5 separate regions of the Mus musculus genome follow, and all the other regions are linked to region 3. Evidence: chromatin contacts called from public HiChIP or PLAC-seq and promoter capture Hi-C data. All regions are on one chromosome and are shown on one strand. The core of a region is the stretch at or near the end of the contact, and the rest is flanking DNA. Distances in the headings are between cores, read along the strand shown. Region 1 has its middle 29 kb from the start of Il12a. Region 2 has its middle 15 kb from the start of Il12a. Region 3 holds the start of Trim59 (tripartite motif-containing 59). Region 4 overlaps Iqschfp (Iqcj and Schip1 fusion protein). Region 5 has its middle 23 kb from the start of Gm35584.

Region 1 (2,700 bases), core at 49-2,548, 320 kb before region 3:
TAGTTTTAGTTTTGGTTTTTTTAATGTCTATGAGTATACTGTAGCTGTCTTCAGACATACCAGAAGAGGGCAGCAAATTCTATTACAGATGGTTGTGAGCCACCATGTGGTTGCTGGGAATTGAACTCAGGACCTCTGGAAGAGTAGTCAGTGTTCTTAACCACTGAGCCATCTCTCCAGTCCTCACTTAATAATTTTAAGACGTCTATGAGAATCATTTTTACCAAGGCAGAGATTCAGGCTCAGAAATGTTAATTAACTACCTCAGGATCACACAGCTTGAAAATAGAAAATGATACTTTTGCCGCTGGCCACTAACAGTTCGTGCCTTGTTTCCCCTTCTCCCCTCTGCTGCACCCTGTAGTGTCAACTGCCATAGCATGGTACAGTCCCCTTCCCTACAAGAATTGTCACACACTGAATCCTCCACGCATTTATTATTTCCCAAGCTTCGTGGTTCTAGAAAATACACGAGCTCTCTCATTTCACCCGTAGGTCCTCCTGCTATTTAAGTTGCTGTTCTAAAGAGCTTGGGGAAACACGAACTTGAAACTGGGAGATATGGTTTCAGTGATAGTCCTGGAAAAAAAAAAAAAACGGATCCAGCAGCTGCAACCTTTGCATCTTGTAATACAGTCTCTACACATGTCCATTTTATTAAACCAATTATAGGAGCATGCAGAGTGAACCAATCTTACACAAAACAGGTCCTCTTAAAAGCCAGATCTGCATCCGTGGCAAAAGCATACTTTTCCCTCAGCCAGCACTGCATACCCTGTGCTGGATACTAGTGCTTTTGTCTCTGTGCTATGAGAAAAGACCTGGCAAGAAGTAACTTCAATGAAGAGGGTTAATTTTAAGCTTCCTGTTTATAGGGGGCCAACTCATTCAGGTGGAAAAGCGAGGCAGCCAGATGGAGAGGGCGCTGATCACGTTTCTTCTTGTTGTTGATGTTCCTTCCCCCCCCCCCTCGTATTTAATTACATCTAACAGCCCAACTCATGGACCGGCACCACCCACATTCAGGGGAGGTATATCCTAAAGTCCCTTGAAATGCCAAGACCCCCTCAAAAGGAGCGTTTTCCTGGTGATCCTAAATCCAGGCAGGCTGACCATGAGGATGTCCTAACACACAGCCCTTTATCTCCTCTGTGGATAGGAGAGAATGAGAAGCTCTCAAGACCCGGTGGAGCAGACAAAACATAGGCCAGTGAGCTTTAGCTTCCAGACAGGGAAAGTCTCACAGCGAGAAGGGGGGAGCCAATATGCAGGGAGGCCTGGACACCAACAGCCAGACCAGGAAGCTGACTTGTCCCCATGGGTTTTAGTTCCTTGGGGGGCGGGGGAGGGGTATCGCACATACTACAACAAAGGAAGAGACATTTTTATGTCAGCTCCATCATCCCGTCACTCCATTGGATATTTGCTACAGTTCCAACTTCATCATAAACATAAAATCACCTCACAGCTATCCAACTCCAGAGACCCTAGTCTCAATGGAAGGAATACTCAAACCAAAAACCTGCTGTCGGGGCTCTGTAACCTGTCCGACTTTAAAACTGCAGTAATGAAAATCAGGTATACTCTTGGGAAGCATAATGAAGATATTTTCCATACACTTGAAGAAACAAATGACCAGTTTTATTTAAATATCTGCAAGTAGGTAACACCGAGTTCAGCCATGGCTGCAACCGCAAGGCACTTGGCCACGTCTCCATAGAATGTGCACCGGCTGCATCTTAGAGCCTGGAACAAGGACCCCAACCTTCCCATGTTCCGAGGGACTTTCTGCTCTGACATCCTCAAGCAAGCACACTGCATGCCCGCCTGGAGCCCGGCGCACTGCCACCTCCTGGTCAGGGGAGAACTGCAGTTCGGAGGACAGAGGGTCTTGGCCAAATCCACACAGGCTGCGATGGAGAGCTGCCCTAGAATTAGAGAGAACCACGTGTACAGCAGGCCTGTCTTCCATACCAGCACCTTGGCCTGACTTTGTGCATCCTCAGAGACCTCCCGTGGATGTACAGAGACCCCAGGCCTGGGGGCCCGAGGCACATCGTCTCTGCGTTCCTGCCAGGCTAGGAAGGCATACCTAGTGTGGCTGTATTTGTAAAGCAAAATCTGGGGTGCTCTTGCCTTCCGGGTTGATGGTAAGAGAGCACTGACTGACTGTTCCTGAAGAGGCTGCAACCTATCCTACACGTACAGACTGTGGGCCTCATACTCCGGTCCTGAGGATGTGCGCACTGGTTGTCACCAGTGGATAACGAGGCTAATTGTCACTAGGAGGTTCTGTGCCCTGTAGGTGCAGAGGACAGCTGCAGGAAGGGAATCAACTGCGAAGGCGGTACACGCTACCAGTAAAGGTAACCTGTGGGACAGTATAACCTGTGGGACGCCCTTTCACAGAGTGCGTGCGGGCTCTCAGAATGGAACCGCTGTCCCGCCCAAGGCCCTTTGTGTTCTGTCCAAGACTCTGCGTGCAGGCACCGCACCAGTGCTGCACAAAGCATACCTGCCTGCTCACAAGCCTCCCAGTGGGCTGCCCTGGGCTGATTCACAGGTTCGTGTCCTGAAGCTGTTTGTTTGCTTGTCTACACTCTGCAACCTCGGGAACCCATTTGGTAATGTTCGGGGTTCTGCCAAGCAAAAGGATACTGTGGTTTGAATGTTCAGTCCTTTCCAAACCTCATGGACTGA
Region 2 (2,700 bases), core at 196-2,695, 370 kb before region 3:
CAACCCACTTCTGTTTAATGCCTTCCTGACCCATTTTGGGGTTCACAGAGACATGCTGGGACACTGTTCACAAGGTGTTTGTACCGACTCCTTGGCAAGCAAATGGAATATCCTTGAAAGGTGGAAGTCGCACATCCATATCGGTAAAATTCAGACTCTGGGGCTCTGTGTCTGATGTAGGAGCCGCAGTGGATGCTGGGAAATAAGCCGGCTTCTCTGTAAGAGCAGCCAGTGCTCTTAACTGCTGCACCATCTCGCCAGCCTCTTACCTCGGTGTTGCTGTTTTGCTTTTTAGTTGTTGATGTTTTTTTGTTGTTTTTGTTGTTGGTTTGGTTTGGTTTGGTTTGGTTTGGTTTGGTTTGGTTTGGTTTTTGGTTTTTCGAGACAGTGTTTCTCTGTGTCCTGGATTTCTTAAGCTTTCTTTTATTTCTTTGGTATGAGCTATGTAGAGTGTACCTTCATGCCTTCTTATTGTATCCTGGGGGTAGTAAGTAACCTTTAGGTACCTTTGCCCCCTGTAATGCCTCCCTTTCTACCCGGACTATACTTAGACCAGCTTTGGTGAATGAATCAAGTCACAAACTCTTTGGCCTTTTGTTTGCTTTTTAAATTTTGTTGTTTCCTTAGGCCAGCTATCCTTGAACTCAAAATCCTCCTCTCTCAGCCTTCACACTGGGACTCCTGGCATGAGCTAGGGTGTCCAGCTGTCCTTGGCCATTTCAAAAGTAAACAAGGTAGAAACAAATACAGAAAAGACTTAGCAGTCCCGAGTGACCTGATGCTCACCCTCTGTCTCCCCACCGCCCTGCTCCCCTCCCCCCACCCCAGTGCATTTCATTTTGGTTGGCTGATATTCTCCGAGTAAGTTGCAAATCGCCATATTTGCACAAGTCTACACTGACTTATGTTGTTAATTTGAGGGGTGCCAGTTATGGTGAGCAAATCCAAGGTTTTTAATGTGTGCTAAATCAGTGCCCGATCTCTCAGATACGCCCTTAACCCTCTAAAGAAGGCAGCCTTGTGCACACGTGCCAAGCAGTTATCTTTATAAATAGTTCATCAAGCAATTCCCGCTTATAAAATCTGTCTTTTTTTGCTATGCCCACCCAGAGCTTGTTCAGAACTCAAAGCAGGGAGTCTGTGCCTCTGTACGCATGTGATCAGATATAATTCAAATAATGCAAAAATAGTTAAGGAAGAAAGGGGAGCAAATTTAAAATAAATATTTGCAGTTTGGGGCTTCCAAGCTCTGCCATTTCCTTCGTTTCCAATCACACAATCATATTCAGCTTATTATGTAGTTCGTGTCTTGCTCTCAGCCTTCCCCCCACCCCCACCCCGTCCTTTCCCCCAAGTGTTTTTGAGTCCCTGATACCGCCCCCCGCCCCCCACGCCCCGCCCCAGGTGCAGAGGAGCCAGTGCCTGGCACCCAGTACACATGTTTGGTGGCTTTCCGTTGAGTGACTCATTGCTCAAGCAGGCACTCCAGCTGCCTTCCTTACCCTGACTCCCTCCCACCTCCTTCTGCCCAGTTCCAAACTTGAGTTTATCCAACACTCATTTTTCTCGGCTTCTGCTATTCTTAGGCTGCGGAGAGATGCTGAGGGGGAAACTCAGACTTCTGTCAAGTGGGTCTCCACGGAAGCAGACCGCCAACCCTCACACAGGCCCCGCGTTTATCTCCTGGTACCGCGACAGGATGTTGCACACAGTGATCTTCAAACTCAGCTGTGGCCACAGCCGTGACTCCGTGACAGTTACTGGCAACGTTTTGGCTGATTCTCTCCACTTCCTATGCCGTCCCTCTCCAACTTCCCTGTTCCTAAGCTGTTTCAGGTCTAAGCGAGCTTGCAGCACCTTAAGCCTCCTCCCACAATAGCTTTAAGTCACTTGCTTTTATTTTATTTTTAATGTTCATAGGTTATTTTGACAAAGCTCTTTGTAAACTTAATCATAAGGCTGTATTATATTCTGTAAATGCTAACCACATTTAAGCTTCTCTAATGAGAGACCTGCCCATACTTTGGCATTTATTTTGTTATTACAATTTTTGTCTTTTGCATTTCTGAAATTCTTTAAGGTATATTCCTGGCTTTATCGGGGTCAACGGCTCCAGAAAGTTCAGATTCTTGATAAACTTTGTCAAATTTATTTTCAGAAACAGTTTCATTATGAATTCCCTTTCATACCTTTGTCAACCTAAAAGGATTTATTTCATGTACCTGTATTTGGTTGAGCCGTCTCATATCTTTTTAACATAGTTATTAACTATAGCTTTCTTCAGTGAGTTGTCTGTTAATGATTTTTCTCATTGGCCTACTGGGGTCCTCATGTTCTTAATTACTTTGTCTGTGTTATTGATAAATTTCACTGAGTAATTTGTGTGACAAACTCTCCAGATTGGTCGTTGTGGTTCCAGGATTCTCCTGTCTCTGCCTCCCTCCACTGGGCTTGCACATAGGGGCTCCAATCTGCCTCTGTCTTTAATCTCAGATCCATGCCAAGGTCTGGAAATCTTGTATCATCTCTCATGAAAGTTAGTTTGTAAGATATTAGCATATGTTCTGCTGTGATATAAAATTTACCCCATCCATCCTGGGAATTATTTTATTTTTGGAGTTTTTAAATATTTTTATTAATTCTTTGAGAATTTTGTACAATATATTTTGGTCATATTCACCCCCTCCTCCTAGATGCACC
Region 3 (2,700 bases), core at 77-2,576:
TGGCTTTGGCTCCAGCACTTGGGAGGCAGAGGAATCTCTGAGTTAAAGACCATCCTGGTCAACAGAGCAATTATCCAGGACAGCCAGGGCTACACAGAGAAACCATGGTTTTTTGTTTTTTGGTTTTTTTTTTTTTTTTGGGGGGGGGGGGAGAATCAAACAAAAAACTGAATACCTTTTAGATTAGGTCATTTCTCACTTTATGCTTCCTCCATAAGATGGTTAAAATTTTATACACTTCCAATATACATCTTTTTTTCAAGAGATTTTTCAATCTTTCATCATAGCCCAGGAATCACACACTCTAATATCCTGATGTTTCTTCGTATCCAGTTAACTTCCCAGAGCTTACCTGGTCTGTCAATCTCCTGATCTGGACACTGGGTGTACTTTATCTTCTCCAACTTTTCCAGGATCCTTTGTTATTCTAAAAGTAAAACAATTTAATGTTTCAGATTTTGCCTGCAGTAAATATTTCATCTTTAAAGTCCCAACCATTTCCACACAAAGGACTTTTTACAACATAACGAATCTCTGACTCTGGACAAGATTAACCAATGATGGGAACTAAACACTCATAGTTTGGTTTGGTGGGTTTTTTGAGACTAATTTTGTAGTCCTCACTGACGACCTGGAACGCACAGGAGAGCTTGCTGCCTCTGTCTGCCCCCATGCTGGGGTTACAGGCGTGCACGTTCATGCCCCGCTTCAAAGTTTTATTTAAACTCAGCAAGACGACTAGAAATATCCTCGCGCGTAGATATCCCCAGCTCGAAACTACGTTAAATTATTCCCATCAACACATTGGGTGGTCTCCGAAACGCTGCAGGCCTCAGTTTTACCTATGAAGGTTCACATCTGTACAATGGGCATAAGTCCTACGTGAACTCCAAACAAAGAAGTGGCTCAAAGATGGCAGTCACACCCTCTTGTCCAGGATGCCCAGGGCTCACTCGCCCCGCGCGGTGCTGCGGGATCTGCTAGGCTCACCTACCGGCCCTTACGACCTCAATCCCGCCGGTAGCTCGGAGCGCCGCTGCTCCACCCGCGAGCGCGCGAAGCGAGGAGAGGCGAGCGCACGCCCTCCGGAGCCCAGCCCGCCTCCCCATCCTCAAGTCGGCGGCGAACGCACCGGGGCCGCGGGCGCTCGAGAAAGAGGGGCAGCGAGCCGCCTCCCCGGCGGAGCCGCGTACTCACCGCGAGGCGGGCGAGGCGGGCGAGGCGGGCGAGGCGGGCGAGGCGGGCGAGGCGGGCGACGGCGCGCACGGCGAGGGCTCCCGGGCAGCCTGGTGCGGACACTGCGAGGCGCTCGCCCGAGTCTTCAGGTGCCCGGCGGGGGCGGGGCCGGCGGCGCCGCAGCGACTTTCAACCGCGCCGCCTCCGCCAATGAGAGAGCGCGGGCGGCCTTTGAACACCAACGGCCGAGGGCCAGGCGCCTGCGCACTAGCGCGCGGCGCGGAAAGCGCACGGGCGGCAGGGGTCGCGCCTTGGGGGGGAAGGGCTGGCGCCAGGACCTCGCGAGGGCGGGGATGCGCGGGTGACCCGGCGGCTTCTGGAGGCGGCTGGCTGAGGGACTGCTTATTACTTAGGACCACGCCCGCACGGGATGGTTCTGGAGCTGGCGGCGCGCAGGCTTCTTCCATTGTTACCTCACAGGTTCCTTGTTCAGTCACCGGCTGGAGGGCTCGGCGCGCTCGCCCGCCCCCGTGAGGCTCCGGTCCTCCAACTTAGGCGCGCCTAAGCCTTCATCTGTGTCCTCCCTGTCCTCTCTAACACGCTGGGTCAGAAAACACAGTAGTGGCTTTTCACTTTCTCGGAGAAACGCCATTCCAGAGCTCAGACCGCTCTCCGCTCCCGGCCGGTGTGAGCTACAGAGCAGATTCCAAGTCAGCCTAAGACTCACAGCAAGACTTGACCTCGGAGACAAGATGGAAAGAGGGGGCGTAGAGGAAGGAAAATGGATTGTGCCTTCAAGGAGTGTGCTTTACAGGTCCATAGAGTGCCCGACCCTGCCAGAAAGTTCTGTAACCAAACATGGGGAAGGGGCAGAGAAGAGGAGCCTTAGCACTAAGGCAGCTCCACGCTGACCGGCAGCGCTACTCAGGATTTATGAACTGTTATTCATGCGCTCTATAGATGATAGTGTTGGTCTGGAAAAGAAAGACTAGAAATTACAATTCAAATACAGGCACCAAAGCGTAAAAGTCGTAAACCTAAAAACCTCATGTGTTGGGGCGTCAGCCTTCGAAAACTTTGGGCTGAAAAAAAAAAATCAGCTGCTTTGGGTGTCTTCCATTACGATATACACACTCCCAATACTCCCTTTGTGATAGAGTATTGAGAAACGGGATAAAGGATGGGAAATACGTGGTTTTGTTACAGGTATAATATCGGAAAGATGATGAACAGAAATGTGACTTCTGAGCTGGGGGTGTAGCTCAGTTCCAGTGCTCGCCTGGCGTGTTCAGTTCCCACCATGGAAAAGCCAAACCGCTGAGCGCACATTAACATCTTCTTGGCGCTCCTCAGACTCCTTGCTTGAAAACTTTTTGTCTTGAGCTTTGAAACAGAAAGTCAGCGCTGGCTGTTCTTCCAGAAGACCCACACAGCAGCTCACAACTGTTGCACGGGAATCTGATGCTCTCTTCTAGCCTCCCAGATCACTAAGCAAGGATGTGATGTACGCATGCATGCACGTTA
Region 4 (2,700 bases), core at 113-2,612, 420 kb before region 3:
CATGGGGACAGAGGAGAGCCAGAGGGTGCCGAGCCATTCCCAGTGGTGTCACCGCAGAGACTCCTCTGGGAAGTTTGGGTCCACAGTTTCCTCTACCTGTTCTACCCTCACCGTTATAGATGTCAGTTTACAATCCACTCAGTTCGAGTTTGACTCCTCACTGAAAGTACCTACGGATATTTATAAACCACAGATGCCCTGGGTCCCACCTGGAGAGATTCTGATTTAACTGTTCTTGGACTAGACTAGGAATCGGGCTTTTTTAAAGTTTCCAGGTGTCTTAAGAGACATTCTCTCTGCCCGTCCCCTGGAGCTTACTTCTTAGTCATTATTCTTCCCTTTTGTGTGGGATTGCCAGGACGGACCACACTATTAGCTAACTCTGATCAACAGTTATGACTTTGGAAGGCTTTATTCTAAAAGACCATCCCTGGGGAGTAGCCCCAACACATTCCATGCTACTGTCTCCCACCCATGGCCAGCCACGTGCTGGGTGCCAGGGTGCCACCAGCTGTGAGGGTGACAATTCCAGCTTATCTCCCTCCTCTGAGTCCTGGCCACAGCCTGGCCTCTGAAGAGCTTTATCACAGTTATATAGGTCTGCTGTTTCTCCCCCGGTGGTGATGGACCCCCTATCCTGAGAGCAGAGATCACACCACTTGAATCCTCCATTATGTTTTAGATTCTAGCACTGGGCCTGCCATGTACACAGTAGGTCGTCAGCAATGATTTTATCTATATATAGAGAGTCATTTTGCAGGGCTTGAATGATATACATCTTACATCTTACAAAGGACTTTAATGTAAAGATGATTAATGGGAAGGTTTATGGAAATCCTTTCCCTCTTAAGATTTTAATGAAATCCCTCTTATGTGTGTCTCAAAAGAAAACATTGATTTTAATATTTTCCAAAGCTGTTTATTGCCACTTTTTCTTGCCTTTGCAGAAAGTCTCTTGATGCATGTACTGGTGTGTACAATTGTGTAGAGCTACATTAAAGAAAACACTGTAAGAGCTCTAGTTCGGTTAGCTACAGTGAACCTCCCATCACAGGACATCAGAACATTCCTTGAATTGAATTTGCTTGAGATGCTCACAGATTGCTCTATAAAAATGGTCCATAGCTCTTTAGACCCATCAGCAGGGCCATGGTCTGGTTTGTTGGAGGAGGGGCCAATAACAGCATTTCCCTGAGCTCCTTGATTGCCAAATAGACATTGCCATTTGTTCCAGAGTTTCTAGATGTGGCAAGGATGCTGCGGTCACGTGCCCGATTTTTGAAACTGCTCGTGGTTAGTCTTCTCTGCACCATGGCTAGGAGGCTTTCTGCATGAAACCAGGCCTTAAGCTTGGCGTCACCAGCTCACTCCCCACATCCAGACAGTACACATCTTGTCCCCAACCCTTGATGACAGCCAGAAACCACAGCCTTAGCCTCTCACAAGATTTGTCATTTCCTAAAATCATCCTTCCAAACCGTTAGCTTTTGCAGCCTACAGATCTTACAGGCTTTTGGGTTGTGTCTGTTTGCAGGGTTGGGGGGAGGGGAGGGACGGGGTCATGCCAAGAACTTGGCCATTTCTCCCTTCCTGTCCCCTCCACCTAGCTTCTGGATTGTCCAAGTTTTGCATCATACCCTGCTTGGCCCTTTCACTGTTGTGTTGACGCCTTAGAATTATCTGGGGGTGGGGAACTTATGCTGACACAGGACAACTTCGTGTCCACAGAGAGCTTTGCATCATGTGTTTGACGTAAGCTTTCGTAAGAGCAAATTAGATGGACAGCTGCGGGTTTCCATCAGCCTTAGTTAATGCCCCAATCTACGTGTGTTAGAACAGTCGCTCAGTCCACCCTCAGCCACTCATTCTCGAAACCTGATCTTGACTTGTTTGTTTTACCCCTTTGGTTCCTGCAGAGCTGGGGCATCCTACATGTTCGGCGAGTGTGCTACACTGAGCTGCAGCCCCACCTTTAATGTTTGTTTCCTGTCTGTGTCCTCCTCATTTGCCAGTTTGTGCCCATCCTGGCCGCATTCACTGGAATACTCCCTACAAAGACCCCAGCCTTTTTGAGCCCTGGTTGCAGTGCACAGCATGTAGAAACCACATTTTAACTCTTTACTGATGCAGACATTCCAGCTACTCACCTCTTGGCACCTTTTAAACACAATACTTTGCTTCTTCACAGTAGTAATATCTGTCAGCCTCAGATTAATCCTGCGATTGACAAAATCAAGGACCCATGATCACCTAAAGCCAGAACAGCGCATTGAGCTTAAAGGAAGCACTCTACCCTGACTCGCGTGTGTCTCATCCCGACTCCTGGTGTGCAGGCTGCTGTAGCTGTCTTTGGTTTGGAGGGTGTTGGCTGGAAGGCAGTCTGGCTGGGTCTTTCTCCTCAGTGCTGAGTGATTTGTATCTTTGATTTTGCAGACACGCTGAGAGTCAGCAGAAGCACATGGCTGAGAAAATGCCCGCGAAGTGAAAGAGAGCCATCCACCAGAGAACAAGCTAGAATTTATTTTGCTTCTGTGGTCGTAAAAATTGCTGTTGCTAAAGGTGGTTCCGAAACAGACATCAGTGTTAGTCATTGGTAACGTCCGAGCTTACTGTCCCGTGACTGGCCTTCGCTTCTTAATTTATTTTAATTTCTTTCTTTCCTTTTTTTTTTTTTTTTTTTTACTCTTGCCACTTACTATC
Region 5 (2,700 bases), core at 149-2,648, 260 kb before region 3:
ACAGCCTTTTATAATATTGGATTAAAATGGGCAGACTTAAACACAACTGGAAATACCAGAATGTTTCTGTGCAACAAGGAGAGTTATTTGAAAACCATGCATCTCAGCTGTGATTGTATGCTGTCCCGTGTATACTGTCTGTTTCTCCCTTGGGTAGCCAGGCCCTTTTGTTGGAACAGGTGGTACAGGGAGGATCTTGGGTAGCAGTGAACGTGTGGATAAAGACCACATACCTGGGAGGAGCTTCGGAGAACTAGTTCCATTTATTGGGGCGGGGAAGGCTATTTAAACCTTTGGGAGTGAGTAGAGGCTATGCAAGTACATCACTGGCCAGGGCCAGGGTGCTGGGGATGCCTCATTTGCATGAGGAGGAGTTCCAGGTGCTGCAGGACATGACCTTATAAGGGGTCTACCGGCTAAGTGACTTCCTCTGGTGGGCACAGATGGGGAACACAGGGCTACATGTGCCAGAACATGCAGGCCCTGGGTGGAGAAGGGAAAGAGCCTCCTCCTGCCAATCTCAGGATGAGATTTCCAGGGTTTGGACACACCTCGACCCCACTCTTCCTCCAAGCCTGTTCCCCACAGCTCCGCAGCTGGCTCCCCGACCCCACAATTATAAATGACGAAAGCATGCATACACAAACCCACACACAGAGATATGCACATATACACAAACCTCATATTTGGATTTTGTGCCAAAAAGTTAGAAAGCTCTCCTATCGCTCCTGTGTGGAGTAGCTACGTTGGCCCATGGGGAAAAAGTGAACTTGAAACCAAAACCCTGAAAGCCCTAAGGAATGAAGAGGAAAATAACAACTCACACTGGCAGACATGTCCACACAGGCTGAATATGGCTGAAGACAGCTACAAAAGTAGTCCAGTACAGACCATAAACATTATGAAATTTCTTTTTTAAAAGATAAACCCTGTAATACAACTGATGTTGGGGCTGAAGCCCCAGACAGCCAGAATTCATTTGTGCTCTCACAATGGAAAAATCTTCCTTTCAGTGAGTGAATGGCTCTTAAGTATAGTTTTTGTAGATTACAATGCTGAGCCACAATGTCAAAAGGTCAGACACAGTCTCAGGAAATAGTCCTGTCAGCAAGTGATCAAAGGCCAGGGTCCTTAGAGAAGCCTCGCCACGTCCAGTCAATTGCTCTAGCATATCAGGTTTACTCTTTGCCCACGTTGTCAGGCTGTCCTGTAGATGCTGTATGGTGACCCCTCAGCAAGCACCCTGGATCACCCAGGATCCTCGACATCCTGGCTTTCTGAGTCAGTGTGTTATGTGTTGGTTTTTAGTTTTTATTATGGACAAGTTAAACATATGTCAAAGTAGTCAAGATAGTTTAATGATACTCCACGTTCTATCCTCCACCTGCAACAATGAATGACTGGGTCTGGGCTGGTTTTCCATGACGTCTTTCCTCCTCCCCAGACAGCGTCTCATTTGACCACAGACATTTCAGTGTGTGTGTGTGTGTGTGTGTGTGTGTGTGTGTGGGTGTGGTGTGGGTGGGTGTGTGGGTGTGTGGGTGTGTGGGTGTGGTGTGGGTGTGGGTGTGTGTGTGTGAACATCCACCTGTGCCAGTAGCCTTTAAGTCTGTGACTCACACTGCTCTGCAGAGAACTGCATGGAGACTTGAAGCCTCAAGAATGTATCAGGCCTCATAAAAACCAGGCAGATAGATGCTTTGTGTTCTCTTCATTAACCAAGACCTCAAAACAGAAACTAATCACCAAGCCCGGAATACCTTTCAGGATGGAGGAAAAGGGGGACAGATTGGAGTTTTAAAGAGAGATAGAACGTGGCTGGCATATAAATTAGGAGTTCTCCATTGCCTTGGCCCACCAACGTGACCATTAGAGCATGTCTGGCCCAGGATGGATCTTACACAGATGAGGTAAGTGGAGCTTGGAAGATGACTTGAGGTAAAGCTGGGTGACATCACTGTCCCCAGTCCACAAGATTTACACAGTACACGAATACACTCTCAACTCAAGGTTAGGAGAAGCAGAGAGGCAAGGGAGGTTAGCTTAGGAAGGACCGGTTCATCATGGTGTCGGTCAGCCACCATCACGGTGTGTTTCCTGAGTTGTGTTCTTGTGATTCTCACTGAAGATAGAGCCCTCTTTTAAACAAAACAACACACCCCAACTGTTCGATCTCTCTCTCCCCATAAACAAGAGGCTCATGCTTCCTACTTCCATGGCTCTGGCCTGCCTCAAGACGAGCCCAGACTCCCAGCATGCTCTTCCATGGACTCCTGCCCTACAGCTCCATACTGCTCATCTCCCTGCAAAGCCTTCATGTTGTCTGGTTGGTTTTGGTGGTGGTGGCTCTGTCTTTGTTTTCCTGTCTCCTGGTGTCTCAGGCTGGTTCGCGCGTGCCTTGTATAGGATACTTTCCTCCTTCAGATCCACGCTTTCTCTATGTTTCTTGGCCTCCCTCAACTACGTTTTAAAAGCCTTGCATCCAATAACTTCCTCCCAAAAGTCCGATGCCTGTGACAGTTCCAGTCTGCTTTCTTCACACTGGAGAGCATTGCCTTTGAACTGTCTTACCCTGATTAACCTTCGTCATTCATCTGGTCTCTGCTCTTCTTGAAGTACTCAGGGCTTTCTTTGCTGAGAAGCTCCCAAACAGAACTAAATGGAAGTAGCCTGAGAGTCAAGCAGCAGGACCTGGCTCAC

What was found. Promoter capture Hi-C pulls out the DNA fragments that hold promoters and counts their contacts. HiChIP or PLAC-seq counts read pairs in DNA pulled down with a chosen protein or histone mark.
Region 1: a contact with region 3 is called in an H3K27ac HiChIP or PLAC-seq map of large pre-B cells, with 2.8 times the contacts expected there. The contact joins the enhancer-like site here to the promoter of Trim59 in region 3. A contact is called at or near these places in 4 of 39 promoter capture datasets (3T3-L1-derived adipocytes, the C10 cell line, the HPC-7 cell line and 1 more), 2 of 484 Hi-C or Micro-C datasets (nephron progenitors and ventral hippocampal neurons), 4 of 115 datasets of contacts at active chromatin or transcription factors (the 230-238 cell line, large pre-B cells, pro-B cells and 1 more) and 2 of 9 other capture datasets (adipose tissue and embryonic stem cells).
Region 2: a promoter capture Hi-C map of pre-B cells shows a contact between it and region 3. The contact joins the enhancer-like site here to the promoter of Trim59 in region 3. A contact is called at or near these places in 3 of 39 promoter capture datasets (the C10 cell line, the HPC-7 cell line and pre-B cells), 1 of 484 Hi-C or Micro-C datasets (CD4 T cells) and 4 of 115 datasets of contacts at active chromatin or transcription factors (the 230-238 cell line, large pre-B cells and pro-B cells).
Region 4: a promoter capture Hi-C map of the HPC-7 cell line shows a contact between it and region 3. The contact joins the enhancer-like site here to the promoter of Trim59 in region 3. A contact is called at or near these places in 3 of 39 promoter capture datasets (the C10 cell line, the HPC-7 cell line and pre-B cells), 2 of 484 Hi-C or Micro-C datasets (cerebral cortex and granulocyte-monocyte progenitors) and 6 of 115 datasets of contacts at active chromatin or transcription factors (the 230-238 cell line, T-cell acute lymphoblastic leukemia, bone marrow-derived macrophages and 2 more).
Region 5: an H3K27ac HiChIP or PLAC-seq map of regulatory T cells shows a contact between it and region 3, with 4 times the contacts expected there. The contact joins the enhancer-like site here to the promoter of Trim59 in region 3. A contact is called at or near these places in 1 of 39 promoter capture datasets (the C10 cell line), 3 of 484 Hi-C or Micro-C datasets (CD4 T cells, CD8 T cells and regulatory T cells), 5 of 115 datasets of contacts at active chromatin or transcription factors (effector CD8 T cells, regulatory T cells, regulatory T cell precursor and 1 more) and 2 of 9 other capture datasets (adipose tissue and liver).

Annotation. Positions count from the first base shown.
Region 1 is chr3:68,718,608-68,721,307 of GRCm38.p6, forward strand. No RefSeq gene overlaps it. Among named protein-coding and RNA genes, the nearest start is that of Il12a, 29 kb to the left of the region's middle. Within about 2 kb of position 1,299, at least 11 of the 459 cell types and tissues checked have an H3K27ac peak or open chromatin away from gene starts, as enhancers often do. A contact at or near this core is called in pro-B cells, where this site is marked.
Region 2 is chr3:68,675,491-68,678,190 of GRCm38.p6, forward strand. No RefSeq gene overlaps it. Among named protein-coding and RNA genes, the nearest start is that of Il12a, 15 kb to the right of the region's middle. Within about 2 kb of position 1,446, at least 223 of the 459 cell types and tissues checked have an H3K27ac peak or open chromatin away from gene starts, as enhancers often do. A contact at or near this core is called in the 230-238 cell line, the HPC-7 cell line, pre-B cells and 1 more, where this site is marked.
Region 3 is chr3:69,043,416-69,046,115 of GRCm38.p6, forward strand. It overlaps Trim59 (tripartite motif-containing 59), which reads right to left and starts at 1,327. Exons shown (of 3, transcript NM_025863.3): 1 at 1,198-1,327; 2 at 353-427.
Region 4 is chr3:68,623,374-68,626,073 of GRCm38.p6, forward strand. It overlaps Iqschfp (Iqcj and Schip1 fusion protein), which reads left to right. Exons shown (of 11, transcript NM_001113419.2): 11 at 2,434-2,700. The coding sequence ends at 2,485. It overlaps Schip1 (schwannomin interacting protein 1), which reads left to right. Exons shown (of 8, transcript NM_001113421.1): 8 at 2,434-2,700. The coding sequence ends at 2,485. Among named protein-coding and RNA genes, the nearest start is that of Il12a, 67 kb to the right of the region's middle. Within about 2 kb of position 1,363, at least 29 of the 459 cell types and tissues checked have an H3K27ac peak or open chromatin away from gene starts, as enhancers often do. A contact at or near this core is called in the HPC-7 cell line and granulocyte-monocyte progenitors, where this site is marked.
Region 5 is chr3:68,782,758-68,785,457 of GRCm38.p6, forward strand. No RefSeq gene overlaps it. Among named protein-coding and RNA genes, the nearest start is that of Gm35584, 23 kb to the left of the region's middle. Within about 2 kb of position 1,399, at least 38 of the 459 cell types and tissues checked have an H3K27ac peak or open chromatin away from gene starts, as enhancers often do. A contact at or near this core is called in CD8 T cells, effector CD8 T cells, regulatory T cells and 2 more, where this site is marked.